2 separate regions of the Mus musculus genome follow, and region 1 is linked to region 2. The links are chromatin contacts, called in public Micro-C maps. All regions are on one chromosome and are shown on one strand. Each heading gives the region's core, a stretch centred on a gene start, on an enhancer-like site or on the middle of the called end of the contact. The rest is flanking DNA. Distances are from core to core; before and after follow the strand shown.

The links. Hi-C and Micro-C count contacts between places; a contact is called where the count stands out from the background.
Region 1: a contact with region 2 is called in a Micro-C map of embryonic stem cells, with 2.3 times the contacts expected there. The contact joins the enhancer-like site here to the promoter of Tcf24 in region 2. A contact is called at or near these places in 2 of 39 promoter capture datasets (the C10 cell line and liver), 3 of 484 Hi-C or Micro-C datasets (the Ba/F3 cell line, the G1E-ER4 cell line and embryonic stem cells) and 2 of 9 other capture datasets (adipose tissue and pancreatic islet).

The regions. Positions count from the first base shown.
Region 1 is chr1:10,081,414-10,087,140 of GRCm38.p6, forward strand. Cspp1 (centrosome and spindle pole associated protein 1) reads left to right here. Exons shown (of 30, transcript NM_026493.3): 10 at 840-933; 11 at 2,088-2,145; 12 at 4,334-4,539. Among named protein-coding and RNA genes, the nearest start is that of Cspp1, 46 kb to the left of the region's middle. Within about 2 kb of position 4,473, at least 14 of the 459 cell types and tissues checked have an H3K27ac peak or open chromatin away from gene starts, as enhancers often do. A contact at or near this core is called in embryonic stem cells, where this site is marked.
Region 2 is chr1:9,963,975-9,970,318 of GRCm38.p6, forward strand. It overlaps Tcf24 (transcription factor 24), which reads right to left and starts at 3,836. Exons shown (of 3, transcript NM_001285425.2): 1 at 3,750-3,836; 2 at 3,125-3,543. The coding sequence starts at 3,511. Ppp1r42 (protein phosphatase 1, regulatory subunit 42) reads right to left here. Exons shown (of 9, transcript NM_145692.2): 9 at 4,648-4,957. The coding sequence ends at 4,846.

The DNA of each region.
Region 1 (5,727 bases), core at 3,223-5,722, 120 kb after region 2:
CTTGCCCATGGTACACAATTGTTGGAACTCCATTATTAGGATCATTAGAAGAAAACAGAGGGAGGGACCTGTTTTCACTTTTGGATGGATACTTGAAGTTTATAGAAGCTATAAAGGTATCTTAGTTACTCTTCTGTTGCTGTGACGAGACACTTGTGACCAAAGCAACTTAAAGAAGAGTTTATTTGATGTCTAGTGGCAGATGGTTAGACTCCATTATGGAGGGGACAGCAAGGAAGCAAGTGATAAGCTGCATAGGAGGAGGAGGAAGCTGAGAGTTCATAGCTTAAAGCACAAGCATGAAGCAGAGAGAGCAAACTGGAAGTAAGACAAGACCGTAAGTTCTCAGCCCACTCAGGCACACTTCCAAACAGTGTCACAAACTCGGACCAAGTGTCTAAAGGCCAGGACCCAGGAGGAACATTTCTCATACAAACCAGCATATAAAGGGTTAGGGAGTAGAGCCTTCTGTTACTCAGAGGAAAGTTTTGCAATTACTAATGCATGTTATGTTTGACCCATGATTTGAACTTATACATTAAGAAAGTTATTGGTGTATTGCTGTGACTTTCCTCATAACTATAGTAATTACTTAAACACTGAATCTCTTTTTTTTTGTTTTTTTGAGACAGGGTTTCTCTGTGTAGCCCTGGCTGTCCTGGAACTCACTCCGTAGACCAGGCTGGTCTCGAACTCAGAAATCCGCCTGCCTCTGCCTGCCGAGTGCTGGAATTAAAGGCGTGCACCATCACTGCCTGGCAACACTGAATTTCTTAAGCTTGAGTTTTAGTTGCATGCGATAAATAAGAGTTAAGTTTATTTCTTTATTTTTTATCCAGGAGGTGAAGATCGAGAACTTACCAAGAGAAGGAAGGAGAAATATAGGCAAGAACTACTAGAACAGATAGCTGAGCAACAGAAGAAGAAGAGACGGTAATGAAAAGCTTGCATTTAGCAGAAAGCATTTTCGTGAAATGAGAAGAATAAATGACAGTTTTTTTCTACTGTAACTTGATTGTGAATCACCTACCAGTGTCTGCTAGATTATTGCCCATATACAAACAGACTCAAAAGTAGTTTCCTTTGAAAATAAGAAATGGTAAGCATACACTCATGCATATAAAGTGTCTAAAGTGTTTACATCACAGTACTCCATTGTAGTCGACCCTGTCTAGAATCTTTTTTATTTTCGATTAATTTTCCTTTGACAGTTTCACAGATGTAACTAATCAATTTTAATCCTTCTGACCCTTTCACAATTTTCTTAATCTGTGAAGCATTAAGATTAGGAATAAAAATATTGGTTCCAAAGAATTTGAAAGTTACCTTGTAATTTTTTTTTCTCACCTCCAAGAGGAAAGTAATATGTTAATATCTACTATTAAGCTACCTTAAAAAAAATCATTAATTTTTGTAGTGCTGGCTTTCAAACTCAGAGCCTTGTGCTTGTTAGTTAAGCAAGCCCTGTACTATTGAGATTTATTTTTATATTATGTGTATGGGTGTTTTGCTTGTTGGTCTACATGTAAAATGTGTATGCTGGTGTGTGCCTGGTTCCCTGGGGGCCAGAAGAGGGTGCCTGGGTGTGTAGAACTGGGTTTCCAGTGCTGATGAGCTGCCAAGTGGGTGCTGAGCACCGAGCCTGGGTCCTGCAAGAGCAGCAAGGGCTCTGAACTGCTGAGCGCCTCTCCGGTGTTATGGAGACTCTCTTTAAAAATCTTTATGGAAGGGATTTAACTTTTTGGCATGAAAATATACATGTGCTCTTAAAAAGATTTTAATTTTTTTTTTTAAAAATAAAATACTTGGTTTTGTTTTTGTCTGTTACTCTGTGCAAATTACTTTGTCTTTGAAATGTCTCCAGTCTTCATTTAGAGCTAAGGCACTTGACATGTAAATTACAGTTTCCTATGTACTATGATTAAATTTGACTTTAGAATTTTAAAGCTTTATTTTCAAAGGAATTATTTGTATTTGGAAATGTACTATACAGGCTTCATGTACAGACATATTTCATTTATGACGACAATTTTGACAAAGTGTGTTTACTACAATTTTTCAATTTACAAAATCTTAATTTTGTTTAGAGAAAAAGATTTAGCATTTGGAATTACAACTTCTGGAGTACAAGACCCTGAAAAATCGGTAAGAGTTCTTGGCATCTTTTAGTGCTTAATCCTTTATTCAAAGAAGCCTCAAGTGTGTTAGTAGCCGGGGAGGCTTCACATGTTGGGATACTGTAAAGGGCAGTTCCGTTGGATTTTCATAAGTGTCAATCATAACTACTGTGAAGTATAGAAATGTTAACTGTTGTTACATGTTACCCACTGTTAGTTTAAGATGACTCCCCTTTCATTTGTGTATCATTTTTTTAGTTTGTTTTGTCTTCTGTGTATTTGTGCCACATCCATGTGAAAGTTAAACCAGTGTAGCTTAAACTTGATATTAATACTGCTAAGTATGTCTTAACAATTTCTTTTTCTTAATGAGGATAATTTTTTAAAAAATGTGTAACTTGTGTCTTTCATCCTGTTACTGTGAAACTGAAGGATAATCCTACTCTTTTTACTTGACTTTTGCAATTCTCAACGTCCTTAAGTGGAGTGGCTCCCACACATCATTGCAGTTAAGTAAGGAGGAGGTAACGGTTTCTTGCTTTCCCACAGTGCCCTTTGTTGCTGTTGGATGTGTAGTGTTTATTTGCTGAAAGTTTTTGTTTCTTTTGCTAATGATGGTTAAGACCTCTAGTTTTAATAAAATCTTCAGTCTTTCTAAAGGATCTAGCAAATCCTTAAAATTTGTGTTAATTATTATTCAGATATAGATAACTTACTGATCGACTTAAGTATGTGTGCCTTGGGTTATTTGCTTTAAAATTTGGTGCTGGGGTGATGGCGTAGCTCAGTTGTGCGTGTTCCTGAGATGTGCAGAGCCTGGTTCAGTCACCAGAGGCTGCTGGCCCTCGTGTTTTATTCTGCTCCAGTGTGCTTCTTTTTGTGTTTCTGACTATTCCTGTCATACACATTTTAACCTTACAAGTCAATCCTGACCCAGGATGGATCATATTCTTTTTATAGCTGCTTGAGGAGCTGAGGCCTCTGTGGGCTACAGAGTAAGTTTACAGTGAGTCTGGCATCTTAATAAGGCTCACAAAGTAAAGTAAACAGCAAACCAAGGGAATGTAAAGGATCAGTAGCTCAGTGGGGAGCTGCTGCTTAGCAGGGTGAGGCCTTACACTTAATCCCTGGTTCCCAGTAACAGGGAGGAAACACCCTTCCCGAAAGTATGGCCTGCAGGGGGAAAAAAGGGTCCAAAGGTAATTCTTTTTTGTTTCTCATTAAATACCTTTAAAGTAGCCATTGCAATAAAAAATTAGCTTTTCGAAACTTGAGCTTTTTAGTATAATACATTGGCATGTTAAATTTTACAGTATATCGTAGATCTTATTTATTCTGGAATTGAATCACCTAAAGAGTGTCAAGTTGAATAAATATGCATTAGAGGGAATACTTAAATATCATTTAATAAATTTATTAAATTATGAATTATAGTTTTAGTAATTATATAATGATCTATGTTAACAAGTTTATACAACCATATTATTTTATAAATTTATAAAAGAATCATACAAATATGTAAATTATATTCCTATAATTAAATATATGTTATAATAACTTTATATGATAATTATAAAATTTAAAACTGTAGATTAATAAATTTATAAATTATTTTATAGTCTGTAGTAGAACTTATTTATTCTGGAATTGAATCACCTAAAGAGTGTCAAATTGAATAAATCTGTATTAGAGGGAGTAGTTAAAGATTATTTAAGATTTAAAAATTCCATAAAATGATATTCTTGAGTAAAGATTAGTGAGCAGCTCTGGCCTACCCTGTTGTGGCTTTTTTGTAAATTCGTTCTTATTGTGGCACAGCTTCCTTCAGTGCTCACATGATTGTTGTAGGGAGACTGAGGCCTGCAAAGCCTTCCCTAGTGGGTCTCCCAAGTAGCAACTGAGGAGAGATGTGCTGCTGCTGCTGCTGCTGTCTAAGAGAGAGACCTGCGCGGGAGTTCACAGCTGCCTGGACTTGTTCTTTATCCATGTACTGATCATGAGCCTGCAGGTGACTTACCTGCTTCTCGGCAGTCTCAGTTTCCTGCTTATAAAATAAGAAGCAGATCTTTAAGGTCTTTTTTAGCTGTAAAATTTTGCTGTTCTGTGACTGTCTTAAGTGCCTGCTGGGGTCCTTGGAGGTCCTTGTCACCCTTAAACTTATGATTCTATGTAACAAACAGGTTCTTTTTTTTTTTTTGTCTTTTTCTTTATTGTAGCCTGATAGACTAAAGCAGTTTAGTTTGACACCAAGACACTTTGAAGAGATGCCACCTGAGAGGCCCAGAGTAGCTTTCCAGACACCTCCCCCTCCCTTCTCTGCCCCGTCTAGCCCATCCGTCCCACCAGTTCATTCCGCCCCTTCTCACAATGAAGACTTGCACAGTGGACTCGGCAGCACCCTTGGTGAACTGGCGCATCCCAGGTGCTTGTTTAAATGTTTGTCTTTGGGAATTAGGGTAGGCCGCGTGTGCTCCACCTTACAAGGGTGTGCTGCTGCAGATGATGCTTCCGAGATGCCTCAGGGCCATGAGCAACTTCGCTGAGGAGTTTTTTTCTTCTTCATTGTTATTGATACTTCTTCTCTGCTGTTAGAAAAAGGAGAAATCTTCAATGTTTTTATCATTTACTATTTTTAAAATGAATTAGTAACTACATGTTAGTATAAGGTATGCATTGTTCAGTTATTTCCACTTGGCAATCATTGAATTGTTTCTTCAGCTTATTCCAAAAAATTTACTAATCTGGTACATGTCTGTCTGGCTTAACAGTTTTCTCTGGGCTTACTCTTGGGCTGTTGGGATTATAACCCTGGATTTCATATTGAACATGTCATTTCTATAGGGAAAACACATTATGCTAATCTATATATAATAGAAACCCTGTAACACGAATATTTTCTGGCCTGTAATTATTAATATACTAATTATAGGAATATCTTTACATTTGTAGATGTTTTTCTTAATCTTCTAATACATTTCTGAGATATCTTTCAGCAGGACTTGGTCTTTTATTTGTTACTAACAAACTGTGGGGCTTTTCTTACAGCCTTTCTCAGGTACTTCCTTCATTTTCTTCAATGGCTTCCCTACTCCAAAGGCTGAGAGACTGGAATTAGAGAGCCACAGTGCTTTCTGTTGTGGGTTAGAGGCTGGAGTAGTCGGCTTCACTGGACTTTATGCAAAAAAGTTTTCTCATTTGTAAAAGGTGATGGTAGTACTTGACATAGTTAGAGGGCTGATGTAAACATTAGTTTTCTATGTATAGATACAATTTAGGAGTTGCTGATAATAGATTGTTTTCATAACAGTTACTCAGGTTGTTTTTGCTGGCGTCTGCACTGATGATGGTGAGGTTAGACTCACTGACTGACCAATAACGTGTGGAACCGCTGCCTACCGAAGAGACTTTGGTGTTACCTCAGCCCTCAGATTCTTTAAGGCAAAATATGTTAATGTTTGAGTAAAAAAACCTAGAGTCTCCCCTTTTTCTTTGTTTATCTAAAGTTATTTGCCTTTGCCATTTCTATTAGTGAAGAGTAAATCCTGTGCTGGTAGAAGCACATTTGCTCCTCAGTGAGGAAATGTGGAAGGACAAGGTTTTATACATTTTA
Region 2 (6,344 bases), core at 2,586-5,085:
CTGCACTTTGGAGTTTGAGGTCTGTCTCGCGGCAGGTGACTATAGGTAATGATAATGTACTTAATGTTCTGTAATGTGCATGAATAAATGATTTTGAACGTTTATAGGACCATGGCCAATGTCACTCTGACTGGAGTGTGGCTGCAGTTGTTCGGGGCAGCATCATTTGAACATCAGTGCACACACACACACCGAAGCGCAGCACCGTCTCTCACAAACGGGGGAATTTTTTAAATGTCAAAGAAAACTGAAGAAACAGGAACAAAAATGTTAGTAAGTGAGAATGTGCTATCCCCTGGAAAGTCACTTTTTGTGGCAGTCAACAGAAGTCCTACTTTAATGTCTCCAGATGCGATGGGGGAGCACAGCCCTGACTCTTCCTTTCCACTAAGACATATTTGGTCGATTTTCAGCTTGTTTTTAAATCATATGGATTATAAATTCTTAGGTTTGCATATCAAGTAATAAACCTTTGGCAACTTCATGTGCACGTATACATCGTTATGCTTTGTTCTCTATTTTTAAGAAATACTTAAAATGATGTTGCTTTGTTTAAACGTATAAAATATAGCAATTAACCAGAACTGAGCCCGAATTGAAGAGCTTTAAAAATGCTCTCTTACTCTAACTAGCTGACCCCCAGATGAACACAGTTTTAAAATTCTTCTTTACCATCGTATGGAGAGTGACTCTCATGGGGCTTGGCAGTTAGAGAGTCTCTGTACGATCTGGGCCCCTAGTGCTGACTGAAACTGCCAGTTTCCCAAGGTGAGCCTCAGAAGTTCACTTCTCCATCCATCTTCCAGCTAAGTGAGCAGAAGCCAAGGCCGTGCAAACTCCACCGAGCCTCACCCCTGACTCTATCTCGCTCTACATCTGTGATGTTCTGAAGTCCCCAATCATTCTAATATGCTCATAATAGTGCTTAGGAGGCCTGACATTTCAAACTGGACAGAACTGGAATATTTGTTAAAATATTGTTAGTAATTTGTGTAGCACTTAGTAACACTGTTGTATTATAGGAATAGTAACTTTAAAACCATAAGGGCTATCTATGGAAGTTTATAATAAGGCTTTATTAAAGTAAAATGATCAGAATATTTTTATTATTGTTGTATTAAGGATTAGACTTAATATTTAAACATAAAATGTAGGCAGCCAATTTCAACAAAGTATGTAAAGTTTCTGTTTTCTGAAGCTCCACAGCTGGTGATTTAGATTTTTTTTTTTTTTTTTTTTTTGAGACAGGGTTTCTCTGTGTAGCCCTGGCTGTCCTGGAACTCACTCTGTAGACCAGGCTGGCCTCAAACTCAGAAATCCACCTGTCTCTGCCTCCCAAGTGCTGGGATTAAAGGCCTGCGCCACCACCTCCCGGCTAGACTGTTTTTCTTAATCAATATAATATCCTTCTTTACGGTACTCTACTACAATTTATATTTTTATTTTAAGCTCCATATTGTATTTGTTTAGGGAAGAGATTGAGTCTTCCAGTTGTATTTCCTGTCCTAAAGCAAAGATTTCTACATAGTGTTAAATCAAATGTTTAATTTTAAACTAGCCATTGTTAACTATTGTCAATTTCATCTTTTATGAGATAATCGTTGCCCTTCTATAATTATCTCTAGGTTTAGAAATTTAGATATTATGGGCACTGTCTTTTAGAATCAGACAGAAAATCAGATTATTTTCCTTAAAACAGTTCTAAGGATAAGAACATTTGCCATGCGAGTCAAGTGCAGTGCTAGTTTGCTCTGCCTGTTTCTTTCTAACCCCGATGTCTCTAGCATTTTGCAATCAAGAAAGCCTTGTTTGACACTGAGGTGAAAGACTTGATCTCCTTCTAAATTTTATCAACTATGAGGGAGACATTTAGCTTCTACTTATGATATTGAAATCTTAATGTTCAAATAGACATTCTTGGGATATATGGCAAACATCAAGTCAGAGATAACTATTAGTGAGATAGCTGGATCCCATTAATTTAATGCTCACTGTAATACAAAACTCTTAATTATAATGAGTGAGTTTTCAGCTATAAAACTCGGGGATGGAATGAGTTCTATTATTATTATAAATAATATTTCAGGTTTTCACACTTAACATTTAAGCTGTTTAAGTCTACCACCATGTTAATAGTATTTTCAAAGTAAGTTTTGTTAAAATGCATTCTATAATTTTAAACACAAATAAAATTAGATGTGTTTTATTACATTTCAACAAAATGTAGCTCCTCATTTTTGTTAACTCATAATCTATTCAACACTTAGATACTTAAGATTAAGTTCTAATTGTGTGAATTTGTGTTCAAATACTTCAGAACAGAGTGACACAAATCTGAACACTTAAATCTAGACAACAGAGAGATTCTCCATTCTGAAGAGAAAGATCAATTGAAGGTTTCAAAAGAAATCTAGAAGATGATGATGCAGAGACCACTGCACCACGGTGAAAATGCAAGTCCCACTCATGACCACTTCACATATACGTAAAGAAATCATGCAAAATGGTTTCTCTTGGCTAATCTGAATACAGACCAATTCACTCAACATACAGGCAATCTAATATGACAGTTAATGGAAACATGGGTTTTCTTCTAACATTCTTGGTGGCTGTATATTCCACTAGATTTAACTGTGATTGAAATTTTACTCTATGGGGATGCTGAATGCTCTCATTTGTTTTTAATGATTTTGGCAGGTTTTTTTTTTTTTTAATAATTACTTTAGGGGCCAAGAATTAGTTCCATGATTCCGTTTAATTCATGAAGCTTTTGGATTAGCTCAAGAAAAAGACAGTAGGAATGCAACTATTTAAGTTAAAGACACTTGACACTCGAAGGCATGAATGTAACTTAGTTGTTACCAGGTAGTCAGAAGGTACAACAGCCGACCTATTTTTCACCCTGAAAGACCGAAAATCTTTACCAAGCTTGAGAAATTTGTGTGCGAGTCCAGGTAGAATTAAACGCTCCAGCCTCTAGATTGCAAACTGTTAAGAAGCAGCCTCTTGCAGTGGGGACCTTGTCACCATCGCCCAGGTGGCTGGGAGGAATGCCAGATCCGTGGGATCTGCTCAGGCGGTGACAGTGTGGCTCGAGGGCTCCTAGCCCAGAAGAGTCGCCTACCTTAACTGGGTGCAGATAGCCGTCGCCTCGCAAGGCGCCCAGACCGGGGTCTCCGGGCGCGTCGGTGTCGTCCTGCAGGCTGCGGGTGAGGTGGGCGATGTAGGTGGTGGCCAGCAGCAGCACGTCCAGCTTGGACAGCTTGGTGTCTGGCGGCACCGACGGCAGCGTGCGCTGCAGCTCCAGGAAGGCGTGTCGCAGGGTTTGCACTCGGCTGCGCTCCCGCGCGGCGTTCGCGGCGGCTGGACGGCCACCCCCGGAGCGCGCCGCGACCCCGCTGAGGCCTGTTGGCCCGGTCCCGGTCGGTCCTGGGCTCCAGTCGCGGGCGGCGGCGGGCGGCGCGGCGGACTCCGCGCTGCGTGGGCTGCTAGCGGGACGGCCGCGCTCCATGGCGACTCCGGCTCCGATTTCCCCGGCGTGCACTGCAAAGGAGCGGGCGGCCGTGAGCCCCGGCCTCGCGGCCTCGCCCTCGCCCTCGAGTCCCCAGGTGCTGAGCTGCTCCTGAAGGCGCCCAGGGCTCAGGCTCCGGTCCCCGCTGACACACCCCGCCCGCCCGCCCGCCCGCCCGCCCGCCCGGGGAAACGGGGCTGCAGGACTCGGCCTCACCTCGGACTTGGCGTCACCTCACCTTTCCTCCCCCCACCGCAGCGGCCGTGCGGGGTTCGGCTGAGCAGGGCTAGGCGGCCAAGGGCGTCGAGCGGGTGGGTCACTCCATCCTTGTCCAGGCTCTGCGCCGCCTTTTATGTGGGCGTCCGAAGCCAGCAAAGCCACGTCGGGCCGAGAGGGTCTCCCACCCGAGCCCTTGGGTTAGGGGCAGCGGCGTCCCGGAGCCGCCCCCTCGGCGGATAGACTCATCAATCAAACCGCTCGGGGGTGGGGCGGACGCCTGGCCCCGCCCCCTCTGGCCGGAAGGTTGAGAGTAGTTTACGGTGGTCCAGCTGGGACGGGACCCGGGGGTTTAGTACAGCGGGACTTCAGGAGCAGAGCCGTCGCGTGTGCGTCCCCGTCCGCCTTTAATTCTACAAGGTGAAGATTCTTGCAGTAGAAGCCTTTCCTCAGTACACCGTGACCTAGAGACCCGCCACCGCCACGGCCGCCTTCCGGCCTCGGCACCCGCTCGCCCACAGGCTCAGGCTGACCCCGGCGCCGGCGGGACTCAGTGCTGCAGCCCGTGGCGGACGCGGTTCTCGCCGCAGCCCAGCCAGATTCTCTGAACCGGGATAGGAATCAGCGCGGTTTCCTCTTTGCAGGTTCTGAGTATCAGATATGAAATGTCACTGAGGGCAAGGCTAGTTTATAGATTCGCGAACATTTCGCTGCAGATTTCTAACTTTCCACGTCGGGAATACCAAACAGTAAGATAGCAACGCAGGACTTTTTATACCACGATGGACCGAAACGTGGACTTGTCAGTGAATCACGGTGATTCTAAGACTGTAATGGGCTTTAGGCTTTAGAACGCACACTCAGATTTCCTTGATTCAAAAGGACTTGTGTTGAATAAGAAACCACATAATACGAAACCACATTTTATTTCCTGGCAAATTTTATTTAATAGCTAATAAAGTAAATAGATCCCAGAATTCACGCACATAAAGCAAAGTCTCAGATTCTATAAAGAAACAAATCAAACAACTTACACACCGAGATAAGTGAAGTCCACAAACCCTCAAAACATGCTGTTGCCTAGTTCTATGAAGAAATCAAATCACTCGAGGCTGAATTTACTCCTTTTTCTCAGACAAATTTTCCTTTACTTTTGGATTTTGGAGAAGGTGAGGTTCATGGATATCGTTTTTTGTTAGCGAGCTTTCAGATTCCTTCAAGGACAGATTCCTGTATTTACAAACAAAAACACACCAGCATTTAATTGACATGCAGAAAAAGGTGATAAAGTACCCAGGACACACTGTTGGTAGAAAAGGTTCATAACTATCCAGGCTTCCCTGCTTTGAGAGGCACACAGACAGAGGGAGGTTAGGTGGGCTGTGGCTGTGCAGAGACGCCTGGACACATCTTTCTAGTTAGCCTGTTGCTCTCCTGGACAGCACCGGCTGGCAGCAGAGCAGGTGTTGCCCAACAGTGTGTGAGAAGACTGAGGTTCACAGAACAGACCACTGAGCCTCTCCTGTTTTGTCCTATCTTTGCTATTCTATGCAGGCTGATTCTAAGTCCAAATTCCTGTGAGAGACTTTGATAGTTAAATTTCAGCTGGAGAGATGGCTTAGTGGTTAAGAGCATTGACTGCTCTTCTGAAGGTCCTGAGTTCAAATCCCAGCAACCACATGGTGGCTCACAACCATCTGAAATGAGATCTGACTTCCTCTCCTGGTGTGTCTGAAGACAGCTACAGTGTACTTTGGATATAATAATAAATTTCAGTCACTTTAACTACAGGTAATTCTAAAACTCCACTATTTCATATCAACTATTTCATAAGTAGCAGGCAGCACACAGCACTTTTCATGTGCTGAGCGCTTTACAGGTTAATTCTCAGTTTGCCTTTACAAAAGCTGAGGATGGGATTCCGGGATTGGGCCACTTGTCCAGTGTTGAATACCTAGTAAAAGGCTAAGGCCGAGATCAAGCCAAGTAGGTTGTCACTAATGTTTAATCTTTGCCATACTACCGAGTCTTTGGGGTTTTGTTGTTGTTGTTGTTGTTTTGGTTTTGGTTTTTTGAGACAGGGTTTCTCTGTGTAGCCCTGGCTGTCCTGGAACTCACTTTGTAGACCAGGCTGGCCTCGAACTCAAAAATCTGCCTGCCTCTGCCTCCCGAAAGCTGGGATTAAAGGTGTGCGCCACCACGCCAGGCTCTAAGAATTATTAAGTTATTCTTAAGTCTTTTAAATATATTTAAATTTATTTGAGTTATGTTAAGATTGTCTTTACGATTAAAGGTAGAAAGCAAATATTACATAGCATAGAATAAAATGCTTAAACATTTTATAATATACATATATTTTGTATACATTTAACAATAAATTGGTTTCAACTATTTGTTGTTTAAATTAAGGAACAGCTTTTAGCCTGGTATGGTGGCACATGTCTTTAGTACCAGCTCTCAGGAGGCAGAGGCAGGCAGATCTCTGTGAGTTCCAGGCCAGCCTAGTCTACATATCAAGTTCCAGGATAGCCAGGGCAAAAAAGAGATCCTGTCTCAAAACAAACAAACAGACAAACAAACAAACACCTTTTATAGTTAAATGTATCCTTTTGAGTGA